3 separate regions of the Gossypium hirsutum genome follow, and regions 1 and 3 are each linked to region 2. The links are chromatin contacts, called in public Hi-C maps. All regions are on one chromosome and are shown on one strand. Each heading gives the region's core, a stretch centred on a gene start, on an enhancer-like site or on the middle of the called end of the contact. The rest is flanking DNA. Distances are from core to core; before and after follow the strand shown.

Region 1 (4,003 bases), core at 23-2,522, 290 kb before region 2:
GAAGAATAAACACATTTCAAAACTTTTGAACTCACATCCTCCTTCACTAGCAATAATATTGATACCAACTGAGCTATTAAAATTCTTTTATTAAATTTATTGGTGTGATATTTTGAAATAAAAAACACTCACTTAATAATCATGTAACAAAAAATTTACGTTGTAATCAACTTGAATTCAATAAAAGTTTTTAATGATTTAACAATTAGGCTTGTATCCTTAAATATAGAAAAAAAAAACTATGTTTCTTAAAATAAAAGAATAAATGAATTTCAAATATATAAAAAATACAAAAAAATAAAATATACATCACTTTAAGTTGAACATTAAAATATGATTGACATCATATTTAACATTGGATAATCCCTTCTTTTTAAAAAGAGGAAAAATAATTTATTAAAAGCATATACCCTAATTTACATTTTAATCTAAAATACGACAACCTGCCAAAGAATTTAATCAATTTAAATGGTCGGTTCTGACGTGGACTTATATGGCTTCTTTACATTGAGTGCGACGAGGGCCAAACAAGAAACGCTACTTGAGTACAAATCAAATCCCAATTTCTTATTCTGTGTAGGTAATAGATTTAATTTAATTTACGTACTTCCTATATTAATCTCATTATACTTTTCAATATTAAACTCAAATTAGGGGTGAAACTATAAATATTGATAAAGAGTTGGGATACATGTTCAAAATAAACGCAATTAAATGTTCAAGGCATAATAATTCTTCCAATTTTATTAAAATAAAATATTTTAGTCTTCTATTTAGTTTTTCACTTCTTTTCGCCTTTAAACTTGTATTTTTGGTTAAGTTATCTCAAAATGAATAGAAAAATTAATGTTTTTTTTAACTTTACAGATATTGCATACACTTGAATGGCATCATGTCATCTTGTGTCTTAGTTTGCCTTCAATGTTTAATTTGGTACCTAAATTTTTTTCTTTATCAATTTAGTACATTAATTTGATTTCAATATACAATTTGGTACCCAACGAAATAGCACAATGTGGCCCAATAAATGTTTGGTACTTGTGCTCTAATAATAAAACATAGTACTTAATTGGAACAGAAAACTTAAATAATAAATTAAATATTAAAGCCAAACTAGGAGAAAAGAAAATTGAAGTGTGAAATAATATATTAACCCTAAAATTTAACCACAAACCAAAACGAGAGCTAAGTTGGGCAACCCAGGAAAAGTGGATCCGGTTACTATCAGAGCACTAAGTACAAAGGCATTCCCTATCTCAGTTTCTGCGGTTACGAAATCACCTTTAGATTCCATCACTGTCACCTACTTTTTTCCATATAAATAAATGAACTTTGGCTGTTATTCGAAACAAAAACTATCATGGTTTAAAATTGTTTCAGTTTCTTTCTCATCATCATCATAACTCTGCAACTAGCCAAAAAAACTTCCCAAAATGCAAAACCCTTCAAAGGTTACCCAAGAATCTGGCTCTGCCATTGATCTCGTTACGCAAACGGGTCACTTAGCTTTCAAAAAGAGCTTTTACAGCTCGAATTCTGATGGGTTTTCTTCATTCAAGCCAAATTACGTGTATTTCTCGGGGTTCAGAGGCTCGATTGCTCATAAAAGGCGTAGAGTTATAGCTGTTGCTTCGCTCAGTTTGGGTGCTCGAAACGGCGTTTCTTCGAGCGTTGGGAGGATCATGAACGAGTTCAATAGAGCGATTAAGTTTCATTGTGAAAGAATCCCGATCGGGTTTGCTTCGGTTCGGGTCGGTTCCGAGGATAGCAATGGAGTGAGGGATGACGGTGGCGGTGTTTTGGAGGTTGAAGGTTTGCCTTTAAATGGAGTCGAAGCTGAGGCCCCCAAAAAAGTTTTGATTTTGATGAGTGATACTGGTGGGGGTCATAGAGCTTCCGCTGAAGCTATTAAGGCTGCTTTTATGGAGGAATTTGGAGACGATTATCAGGTCAGTTTCCTTTTTGTTTGGATGCAAAGAAAATGTGGGCATTGGGCAAAAGTAGAAATTGAGAAATTTCATTTCATTTCATTTTTTTTTGGTATCAATATAGGCATATTTCAGTTTTATTTATCTTTATGTTTCTGCAGTTTCTTGGAAAATTGATTGAAGAATTAGTAGATAATGGGTGCATACGTTTTTAGTGTACTTTTGTTCTGTATGTCAAGATTGGTGTTATATTGCAGGTGTTTGTTACTGATTTGTGGTCCGATCATACACCCTGGCCATTTAATCAATTGCCAAAGAGCTATAACTTCTTGGTCAAACATGGATCATTGTGGAGAATGACTTATTATGGAACCGCTCCTCGGGTAATTCATCAATCAAATTTTGCTGCAACTTCGACGTTCATAGCAAGGTGAGATGTTTTTAGATTGTTTTCCTATATTATTTATGTTGGAGTCCTCTTGGTGATGGACTTTTGTTGCTAAAGCTTATAGCAAAGTACATGTGAGTTGGGGTGGTGTCAATGCTCCGGAGCGCTCTATGATGTTTAAGTCAGGGAAGGAGATTTTGTAACAGGTAAAGCAAGAGCTTAAGCTAGCAGAGAAGAAGTATGAGAGAGTGTAGATCGTGAGAGAGAGTTACTTGGGTATTTATACCTAGCCTTGGGGCATCAATGCTCCAGAGTGCTATCGGATGCTTAAGTTAGCAAAGGAGATTGTGTAATGGATAAAAAAAGAGCTTAAGCTAGCAGAGAAGAAGTGTGAGAGAGAGTTGGTACTTGGATATTTATACCTAGCCTTGGGGCATCAGTGCTCCAGAGTGCTATCTGATGCTTAAGTTAGCAAAGGAGATTGTGTAATGGATAAAAAAAGAGCTTAAGCTAGCAGAGAAGAAGTGTGAGAGGGATTTGGTACTTGGATATTTATACCTAGCCTTCGGGCATCAGTGCTCCAGAATGCTCTTTGATGCTTAAGTTAGAAAACGAGATAGTGTAATGGGTAAAGCAAGCTAGCAGAGAGGAAGTAAGAGAGAGGGAGTTGGTACTTGGGTATTTATACCTAGCCTTGGGGCTGCCTGTTGCATGGTGGTTGGTTATTCTTTTGTCTTGGCTTGGCTTGGCAGCTATGTCCAGTGGCCATTTTTGTTGGCCCTGCAGCCTGAGCTGTATCAGGGTCCTTCCTAGCAAGGCTGTCAGTTCTTGAAAGCTACATGTTGTGCTAGGTGGTATGCTCCTTAGCTGTTAGCTGGTGATGTAGGAGGTTTTGGTTTTGCATGCCTTCTGCCTTTTTTAGGCTATAGCCTCAGTTCTATTGGACTGTGGCATGTTTCCCAAGCTGGTATAACAATTAACTATGCTGTGATTTGTACGTAGTCACCATTCAACAAGTTTCTATTGATGACTGTTTCCTCCCTGTTGATCTAATGTAAGATGATATGCAAATGAAACAGAATCAAGTATGTCATTCTTGCAACAAATCAGTCTCATATGATTTGTTTTGCCATTCTTGTAAACTTTTATCCTTGCAACAAATTACAATACATGCATGCTTGTGTCTTATATTTATCCAATTCTGTTATTTTATGTTCTTATTACTAGAGAGGTTGCCAAAGGGTTGATGAAATACCAGCCAGACATTATTATCAGTGTACATCCGCTGATGCAACATGTTCCACTTCGTATTCTGAGGGCAAAGGGTCTGCTAGAGAAGATAGTATTTACCACAGTGGTCACTGACCTAAGCACTTGCCATCCTACATGGTTAGTTCTTCATCTCGGTTTAATGCCTTTCAAACTCACTTATTCTTGGTGTAATTTTGGACATGTGCATTCTTTTTTAGGTTTCATAAGCTTGTAACTAGATGCTATTGCCCAACAGCAGAAGTAGCAAAAAGGGCAATGAAAGCTGGTCTTAAACAATCCCAAATTAAGGTTTATGGCCTTCCAGTGCGGCCTTCTTTTGTGAAGCCTGTTCGGCCAAAGGTCAGTTACCTTTCAACCTGGTGAACTTTTATGTTCTCTATGCGAAATTTAATTTTTAGTGAAAACTATTGTTCTG
Region 2 (4,108 bases), core at 1,063-3,562:
GTTTTTTGCTCCTTTTGCTCCCAAATGTTATATTAAGCACTAAAACATGAATTTAAAGGATTAGGAGTATAAAATTCACAATTAACATCAGATAATCACCCAAAAATGCGTTAAGAATGAGGTTAAAACATGTTGCTTTTAGCACTTATCACCTCTCTCCTAGTAAAATTAGGGGACTAGTTTTTCTATCAGATAAGTATTATATGTATTTTACTAATTCAACTAGGATTTTTCTATTTCTCCCTATAAATAGATAACACCGGTAAGGCTATATACACAAGTCATATACAACTTTGAGATATTGTTATTTTGCCTGAAAGTGAGAAATTATTTCTAAGTAAAAATTTTATTTTTCGAGAATAATAATTCTGTTGGTTTTTATAGAGAGAGATTAACTTTCTTACTGAAAGGAAGAAAATTATTTATGATTCTATGTTTGGTTCGTGATTGTTTGAGCCCACACTTGAAGCGATTCATGGTACAAGAATAGCGGAGAAGACCATTCGGTTGAAAGCCGAAAATGGAAAGGATCTGTCTAGCACAAAGCACTTGTACTTTTCAGGAAAAGCTTATTGTTACAAATACCACAAACCAGCTTGATTTTTAAAATTTTAGTTTTTTGCTGTGACACAAAACCATTTATTAAATCGGATTTTTCCAACAATCGGTATCAAAGCCAGGTTGTGCTATGTTTGTAGTATAAATTGATACCAAAATTTTCTCTCATCTTCATGTTTGGTTAATTTTTTATAAGATGTGACATTCTTATAATTATTAGCATGTTTTGCGTTACATTTATGAATGAATGTTTTATATTATTTTATTATTTATATGATAAAATAATTTTGCCAAAATTGTGATTCCTATAAATTAAAGTGGTTGTAATTATTATTTTAATAATTTTTGGGATATGTAATTAGATCGTGGACTATCATCTCCATGTAGGTTTTATTTAATTTTTAGAATAATTCACGTGAGTCGAAAATGAACATAAGTCTTATGTAACCAATTTTTTTGGCAAAACTCGGAGAACCAGGATGCATCCAAGATTGATTAAGACGACACAAACCCAACCCAACCAACTGGCAAAAGACTGACGGTGGTCGTTGACGGCGATGGCCTTACAGTAGTTGGTGATGGCTGACGGTGGTTGGTGGTGACCCGACCACAGTTCGATGGTGCCCGATAGTGGCCAGAGGCAACTCAATGATAGTCCATAGTGGTCAGCGGCGGTCTGAAGATGACAACGACGTCAACTGTGGCGGCAGCGAAAGTTCGTGGTGGTGACAGTAGATCCCTTCGATGGTTTATGTTGTAATATGTTATGTAATTTAGAACACATAAAAAAATTAAATCTATAATAATATATAAACGATAATGTAAACATTAAAAAAATTAAGTTGACTAGGTATAGAATTTCAATAAATGAGAAAATATATAAATTTATTAAACTTGAATTATAAGTAATATAAATATTTGTCAAAAATTTAATATGATATGAGCGGGTTAAAATCGGCTTAGATTAACCATTTACAAGTATGGGCAAGTTTAGGTAAAATTTTAAACTCATATTTTAGGTCGAACTAGACTTGAATAAATATAAAGTGTGTTAATGTTATACTTAAACTCGACTTAAACCTAATCTAGCTTTGCTCATGAATACCTCTAATTATGAGGGTTTCTTTTCCAAAATTACTGTTGATTTGAATACAAATTCGTGCTAAGCTCATTGCATATCAAATTACTTTGTGTTAGACTCTTTTTGAATTCGAGTCATTACAAATTATGTGAGCTCATTCAGATTGTCGATTCTTTTTATGGTTAAATTGGATTTGATTGAACTGAAGTTCAATTGGATCGGATTGAAATTTGAAGTTGGAGGCTAGAGTGGAGGTGTCTAATATCTATCAACTATATAAAAGGAAGGTCCAAAGATGACATGTCGGATGCTTTTCTTTTCCCTTCTTTTCTTTTTTACATTTTAGAAATATTGTTAACTTTTATTCTTAATTCTTCTATTATGTTTAGTTTTGAGATTTAATCTCTATGCTTTAATTTCTAACATAATTGGGTATTTATATTCTTATAATGTTATTAATTAGTCCAAATAGTTAATATTGTAAACTTTTTGATTAAAATATTACATAGTTATACACAATTTAAATGCCTTGAGAACTTTTCGAGACTAACATGTGGCTTTTTTCTTTTAAGTTTGTGCTGCTTTTTTTTTCTTTTTTCTTTATTTTACTTTTTACATTATAAGACAGATGATCAAATTTCAAATTTGGCCTTTAGGTTGAAATTTGAGATGTAATCAATATATTTTAGTTTTGACATAATTTGATCAATCTTCTTTTATAATATCATTAGTAAATCTAAATAGTTAATATTTTTAATTATTGATATAAAAAAATTATTTTATCATGACAAGTTTGAATGAGTATTTTTTTTAAACCTTAATTAATATTTTCAACTTTATTTCTATTATTATATAACTACCAAATAAACTATTTTAATTTCAAAAACTTATACCAAAAGATTTAATAAATTTTTTTAATGATGATAATAATTAGATGCAAATTTTTAAAATTTTAAATTTGAAAAATTAAATATTTTAACTTTTAAATATAGAAAATATTTAGGTACGTAGAGAATAGTTTAACATTCAAATTTTTTCTCTATTTAACAAATAATACGTATAAGGCGGTTGGCGGTTGGTTAATGGTAGCTGCTTCATGTAGACATATAACGTGGCAACATTTCTACAATCGGAAGAAAAAAATATAGAAAAAGTTTCGTAACCTGGTCCCAATCACAAGCTTCGTTCAAAGACGCATTTTCACAAACAAGTTGTGAGCACGACTCAAATCTTAGGTAGGTGCTCGACTTCTTTCGCTTTCCTTTGTACCGTTCGCTCAATGAGGAATGTCTTCGCTACTCTCAACCGTCATCGCCGTCTCACATTGCTCTCCACTGGTATCATTCTTCCTTTCTATTAGTCTTTCCTTTTCCGTCCCCGCTTATTATTCTATCAACATTAATATCAATTGTTCTTTGATTTCCTATTGCTGCACTGTGCTTAATTTTCTTCGATGCTAGTATTATCCTGATAATTTAAGTTTTAGGATTGTGAAGCACTTTTATAGCACCGAGTTGGGCATTTCTGGAACTTCCCGGAAGTAATATTTTGTTGGTCATATTTGTTTTACCTTCGGTTGTTCATTTAGTAATGTTCTTACGACCTTGAGTATATGTGGATGTTACTTTTTATATTAGTTGATTACTTATACTGCTTGCAGCTGTAAACCATAATAGACATGTTGGAACTATGCTGCGTTATTCTGTTTCTCCGGAAGTTCAGATGGATACCAGGCATCGATTATACTTGTTGCAACAACATCTGTAAGTGCATTCATATTTACCACTAAATTTTGCTGCTTGGAATTGGGTTATGTAATAAATTGGTCTGGTGAATGTGGAGTGTCTCTAACATTTGTTTTTTTTACCTTTTTTGTGCAGGTTTTCAACAGGTTTTGCCAGTGTGCACGGTGAGAGGCCTTCTGCAGAGTATGCTAAGCTGAGGAAAGAATCATTGGAAAGTGAATTTGGGCATACTGTTGGGACGCACAGCTCAACAAGTGTTTCTGCTGTATACCGATTTGGCCCATTTCTGGCTTTGTATAGAGCAGCTATCATTTCATTTCATGTATTGAAGTTGACCATTTGGCAATTCTTTTTTCGAGACATAAAAGAGCGTGCTGTGAAGGTATTATATGAATTTTATTCTTAAACATGTTCTGTTTAATAACTTGAATTGGTTCTATTATTCTTGCATGCTATATTCATCCAATATGAGAGCAGAGTAAAACATCGAAACCTTAGCATAATCTGGCTGACTTTGTACTAGAAGTTTGCTTGCTTTCGTGTTGCAATTTCATGTTATTTGGCCAATGGTTTTGCTGAAACTATCATAATTTCCTATTTCCTCTTTTTTTTTTCTTTTTTTTTGGTTACAACAAGCTTATTGTATTTTTTACATTCTTTCAGTTTCGTGAGATGTTAATCCGCTTGGGTCCTTTCTATGTTAAGGTAAGTTCCTTTATCTTTG
Region 3 (4,301 bases), core at 1,073-3,572, 280 kb after region 2:
TATATATTTTTTAAATTTAAATGCACTAATGTTTACCCTTTGATTTTCCCGCGAATTCACTTTATATTAAAATTGTATTTATTGTAATCATTTATTTATGTCAAGTTTTTTTATTTAACTAACCAAAATAATTCATTATTTATGAAAATAACTTAAGTTAAAACTTATGTACGTAAATGATCTGTTTTCTACAGTGATCGTCGGTGTCACTTGACACATAGGTAGCACCGCCCCCTCATAATTAATCAATCATCTTTTTTTTAACATAATTTTTGTGGGTGTCATCATTGTGTCAAACAACTCAACACTAGTATGTATTTTTTCAAAATACTTGTTAAAAATATGGGTATTCAGGAAGGAAAAAAAAAAGAAAAAAAATTTAATGAGTGTCGTCAGGCTGTCAGGCGGCACCCGTTGAAATTTTTTAAAAATATATATATTTTTAGGTTTCCTCATCATTTTAGGTGGCACCAGTGATATTTAAAAAAAAACATTGTAGAAAAAATAGTTCAAAGCTTTAGTTATTGTTTTAAAACATTTGGAGCTGGGCTACTAGGAGATCTGAACTATAAAATTCAATGAGAAGAAGGAAATCTCTTTTTTAGTCTTGAAATCGGTACGAAAGGATACTGTAAATGAAAAAATTGGTGGTTATTAAGTACAACGATTAAAGCTTTCAATTGAGAAAAAGAAGAGAAATTTGAATGGAAAAAGGAAAGAGAATAACATATATTGAAAATAGATAATCAAATATGAGAAAGGAAATAGAATAATATATATGAAAAATAGAGATATAAAAGGGTATTTAATATTTTATGAAAAATACATATTTCCGTATTTGTTATTTTCTTTTTTTTTTTCCATATCTGATTCTTTATTTTCCATATATGTTATTCTCTTTCCTCTTTTATATTTGATTCTTTATTTTTCATAAAATATTCAATTCCCTTTCATATTTTTATTCTAAATATTTATTATTCTCTTTCCTTTCTCATATTTGACTTTTCTTCTCTCATCCCTCTATCTTTCTCCCATGTCTCTTTCTCTCTCATCCTTTTATATTTCTCTTATATCTCTTTCTTTCTACTCTCATTTTTCCCTCCTTGAATATCCGTATTTGTAATGAATATTTGAAAAATTACATATTGGTACCACCTAACACGGTGGTGGTATCCAAAATTTTTTTAAAAAGTCATTGATTGGCTAATGATAAGGGGGCGATGTCGCCAGTATGTCAGGTGGCACTGGTGGTCACTGTAGAGAACATATAATTTTCGTACATAAATTTGACTAGGATTATTTTTGTAAATAATTATTTCTTTTAAGTTAATTGCATAAAAAAACCATTCACGTCACTTGTTAAAAGAAGGGTTATATATAGTATCACTTGATTTGTAGACTACTTTATATTAACTTATTACAAAAACTACATCCATAGGATTTGTCTTATTTTGGTCATTTTATTTTTTTAATTTAAGTATTTTAAATAAGATAATTGTGTGAATTAATCATAGCCGTTAAAATTTTCATTTTCTTTTAACAAATTATTGACGTGGCACATTAGCACATTAAATGACTGCCACATGACATTTTCTTGTTGATTTTTTACTAAAGTTTAGGGACCTCCCTTTAATTAGTCCAAAACCTTTTCCCCTTAAACTTTATAGAGAGATCTTTAAACTTTAATCAAAAGTCAAATAAAAAATACCACATGTCAATCACTCAATGCGCTATTGTGCCACATCAGTATTCTGTTAAAAGAAAACAAAAAATTTTAACAACAGTGACTAATTCACACAATTATTTTATTTAGAGTGATTATTAAGAAAAAAGTTTAAAATAATCAAAATAGGACAAACACTATTTTAAAGTGGCTATAAATTTAGGTTACCCTTAATAATATAATCTACTTAAATATGTATATATTTAACAAAAGAGATACAAAAGCAACTATGAACATAAAAATATTTATAATATATACACATGTATCTATACTATCATATAAATCATATAAATTTAAATCTTTAATTGAATTGTTGGGATAAATCAATCGGATACCAACTCACCTTAAAAATTATTAAAATATATTAAAAAATTATATAAATAATATAATTTATTTAAAAAATAAAATGAATTTGAGTGCACAATCGAAATTTAATTAACACAATTATTTATAAATTTTTATCACAATATCAATAATTATTATTACTTACTAGTACTTTAGAAATTAGATACACTTGTGGAGAATTAAAAAGAAAAAAGAAAAAAGAAAATAAATATCCTGTTAAATAGGGAATGGGTTTGCTAATTTTGGCTTAGGGGTTTCGAGAGAAATAGAGTAATTAAATTAAAAAAAAATAAAAGAAAAGATAAAATTGGTAAAGGGGAACTGTGATAGAGTGGCACAGAAAGGAAAATAAAAAATAAAAAAGAAATCGATGAAGAAAAACCCTAGAACCGGGATCGAGAAGGCTGTGTAGATGCATGTCGGCGGAATAACGTTGGATCTGAATTGGTTCCTGCAATTCATTTTCACGCTCTTCATTTTCGCATTTGTGTCTCTTCGCTTGCTGAAGAACACGGCGTCGAAATACTTCGAGGTCGACGCCAATTTCGATCGGGACCAACCAATGCCTTCCATCCCCATGGACGCCGATCACTTCCCTTGCGCCGTATGCTCTAATCCCGCCTTCAAGAAGTGCTCTCGTTGCAAATCCGTTCGTTATTGGTACGCACGCCTTTTTTTTTCTCCAGAAGAATTCGTTGTCCTTGTATGATCGTACTCCTTGATTGCTTTTTTTTTTGGCTGTTAATTGCTGTTGTTAATATTGTTTGAGCTGTTTCTTTAACGTTTCGGGATTATCGAAAAGTAAAAAAAAAAGAAGATAAAAAAGGTTATTTATTTATTTTTCTATGTTTTTAATACTCGTAAGCATCTTAGTGATTAACTGCTTTTTGAAGTTTCTCTAACTGTTATTTACTGGTGGCGTTTCTCTAACTGTTATTTACTGGTGGCGTTTCTCGACACAGTGGTTTAAGTGCTTATTGTTGACATTCGTGGGTTTTCTTTATCTATTTTAGTTTTCTTAATTTACTTTGCTTTTTATTAGTTTGGTTTGTTAATTATGGGTTAGAAAGAAGTGTTTTTGTTGTCGATGTTAGAACGTTTTCCAGGAATTTAGCTTCTTCTTTTAATAAAGCATTTGGCTTGAATTTTTTTTCTTTATAAACGTACTGTTGTGCTTAATCTAGGTTGAGCCTACTTATTGACACTGATTATGTCAATAAACTGAATGCCCAGCTAGTTCAGTGTTGAAATTTTGATCAGTCTATCAGTCAATTATACAAAAAGATGCCTTGATTGTAGTTATATTTGCTTAACTTAACAAAGGCCCCCTTTCTCCCGGTGCTGCCTTGACTTTAAAAGTTCTGCATTTGCTTTCTGGTATTAGAAAATGAGACGTGTCAGATTACAGGCCTGTGGGCTATGATTTGCGAACCTATAAGTTCGTCAACTTATGGTTACATAAATTCTTCTATCAAGTGGATGGTTTAATCTTTATGTTTGCTTCATTTTTCAGCTCCTCAGCCTGCCAACAGGTGGACTGGAAGGATGGGCATAAGACAAAGTGCAAAGTAAATTCAACACAAACTACAACCACCAAACCGTTTTCAGGAGTTGCTCTGGTTCCTGTCAGTGGAACCTCTAAGATTATCAAGAAACCGAGAAAGGTTAATCTTTTGGCCCTTTGTAAAACCAATATAAGTAAATATGAAATTCATATTCAAAATTTTCAGGTTCTTTTCCCATACGATGAGTTTGTAAAGCTTTTCAACTGGGAGAAACCAGGATTCCCTCCATGTGGACTCTTAAATTGTGGAAACAGGTTCATTTTTACCATGCTTATTAATTCTTCTAGTTGAAGCCTTCTTTACATATGATTAGATTAGATCAGTTTGTGTTCCATCTCTATTTGGTTTATCTTTTCCTGTTTGTTTCTGCAGTTGCTTCGCTAATGTTGTTCTGCAATGCCTTGTTTCCACTCGACCGCTTGTTGCTTACTTGTTGGAGAAAGGCCATCGGAAAGAATGTAAGTTGAGAAACTAGAGCTAATAGGTTTTCATCTCTAGGTTCTTGAACAGCATGTGACCTTTATATTTTTTATTTCCATTCTCCAGGCAGACGCAATGATTGGTGCTTTATGTGCGAATTTCAAATTCATGTCGAACGATCAAGACAAAGTTTGCATCCATTTTCACCAATCAATATTCTGTCACGGTTGCCTAATATTGGAGGTAAT

Evidence for each region. Hi-C and Micro-C count contacts between places; a contact is called where the count stands out from the background.
Region 1: a Hi-C map of leaf shows a contact between it and region 2, with 2.1 times the contacts expected there. The contact joins the promoter of LOC107901653 here to the promoter of LOC107901647 in region 2. A contact is called at or near these places in 12 of 34 Hi-C or Micro-C datasets (callus, hypocotyl and leaf).
Region 3: a contact with region 2 is called in a Hi-C map of leaf, with 2.7 times the contacts expected there. The contact joins the promoter of LOC107901643 here to the promoter of LOC107901647 in region 2. A contact is called at or near these places in 2 of 34 Hi-C or Micro-C datasets (hypocotyl and leaf).

The regions. Positions count from the first base shown.
Region 1 is chrD06:25,421,033-25,425,035 of Gossypium_hirsutum_v2.1, forward strand. LOC107901653 (monogalactosyldiacylglycerol synthase, chloroplastic) reads left to right here and starts at 1,273. Exons shown (of 8, transcript XM_016827729.2): 1 at 1,273-1,949; 2 at 2,186-2,358; 3 at 3,544-3,705; 4 at 3,786-3,927. The coding sequence starts at 1,434.
Region 2 is chrD06:25,711,005-25,715,112 of Gossypium_hirsutum_v2.1, forward strand. LOC107901647 reads left to right here and starts at 2,313. Exons shown (of 14, transcript XM_016827722.2): 1 at 2,313-2,976; 2 at 3,300-3,402; 3 at 3,520-3,766; 4 at 4,048-4,089. The coding sequence starts at 2,919.
Region 3 is chrD06:25,992,570-25,996,870 of Gossypium_hirsutum_v2.1, forward strand. LOC107901643 (ubiquitin carboxyl-terminal hydrolase 18) reads left to right here and starts at 2,323. Exons shown (of 11, transcript XM_016827717.2): 1 at 2,323-2,728; 2 at 3,582-3,732; 3 at 3,799-3,887; 4 at 4,006-4,091; 5 at 4,180-4,301. The coding sequence starts at 2,481.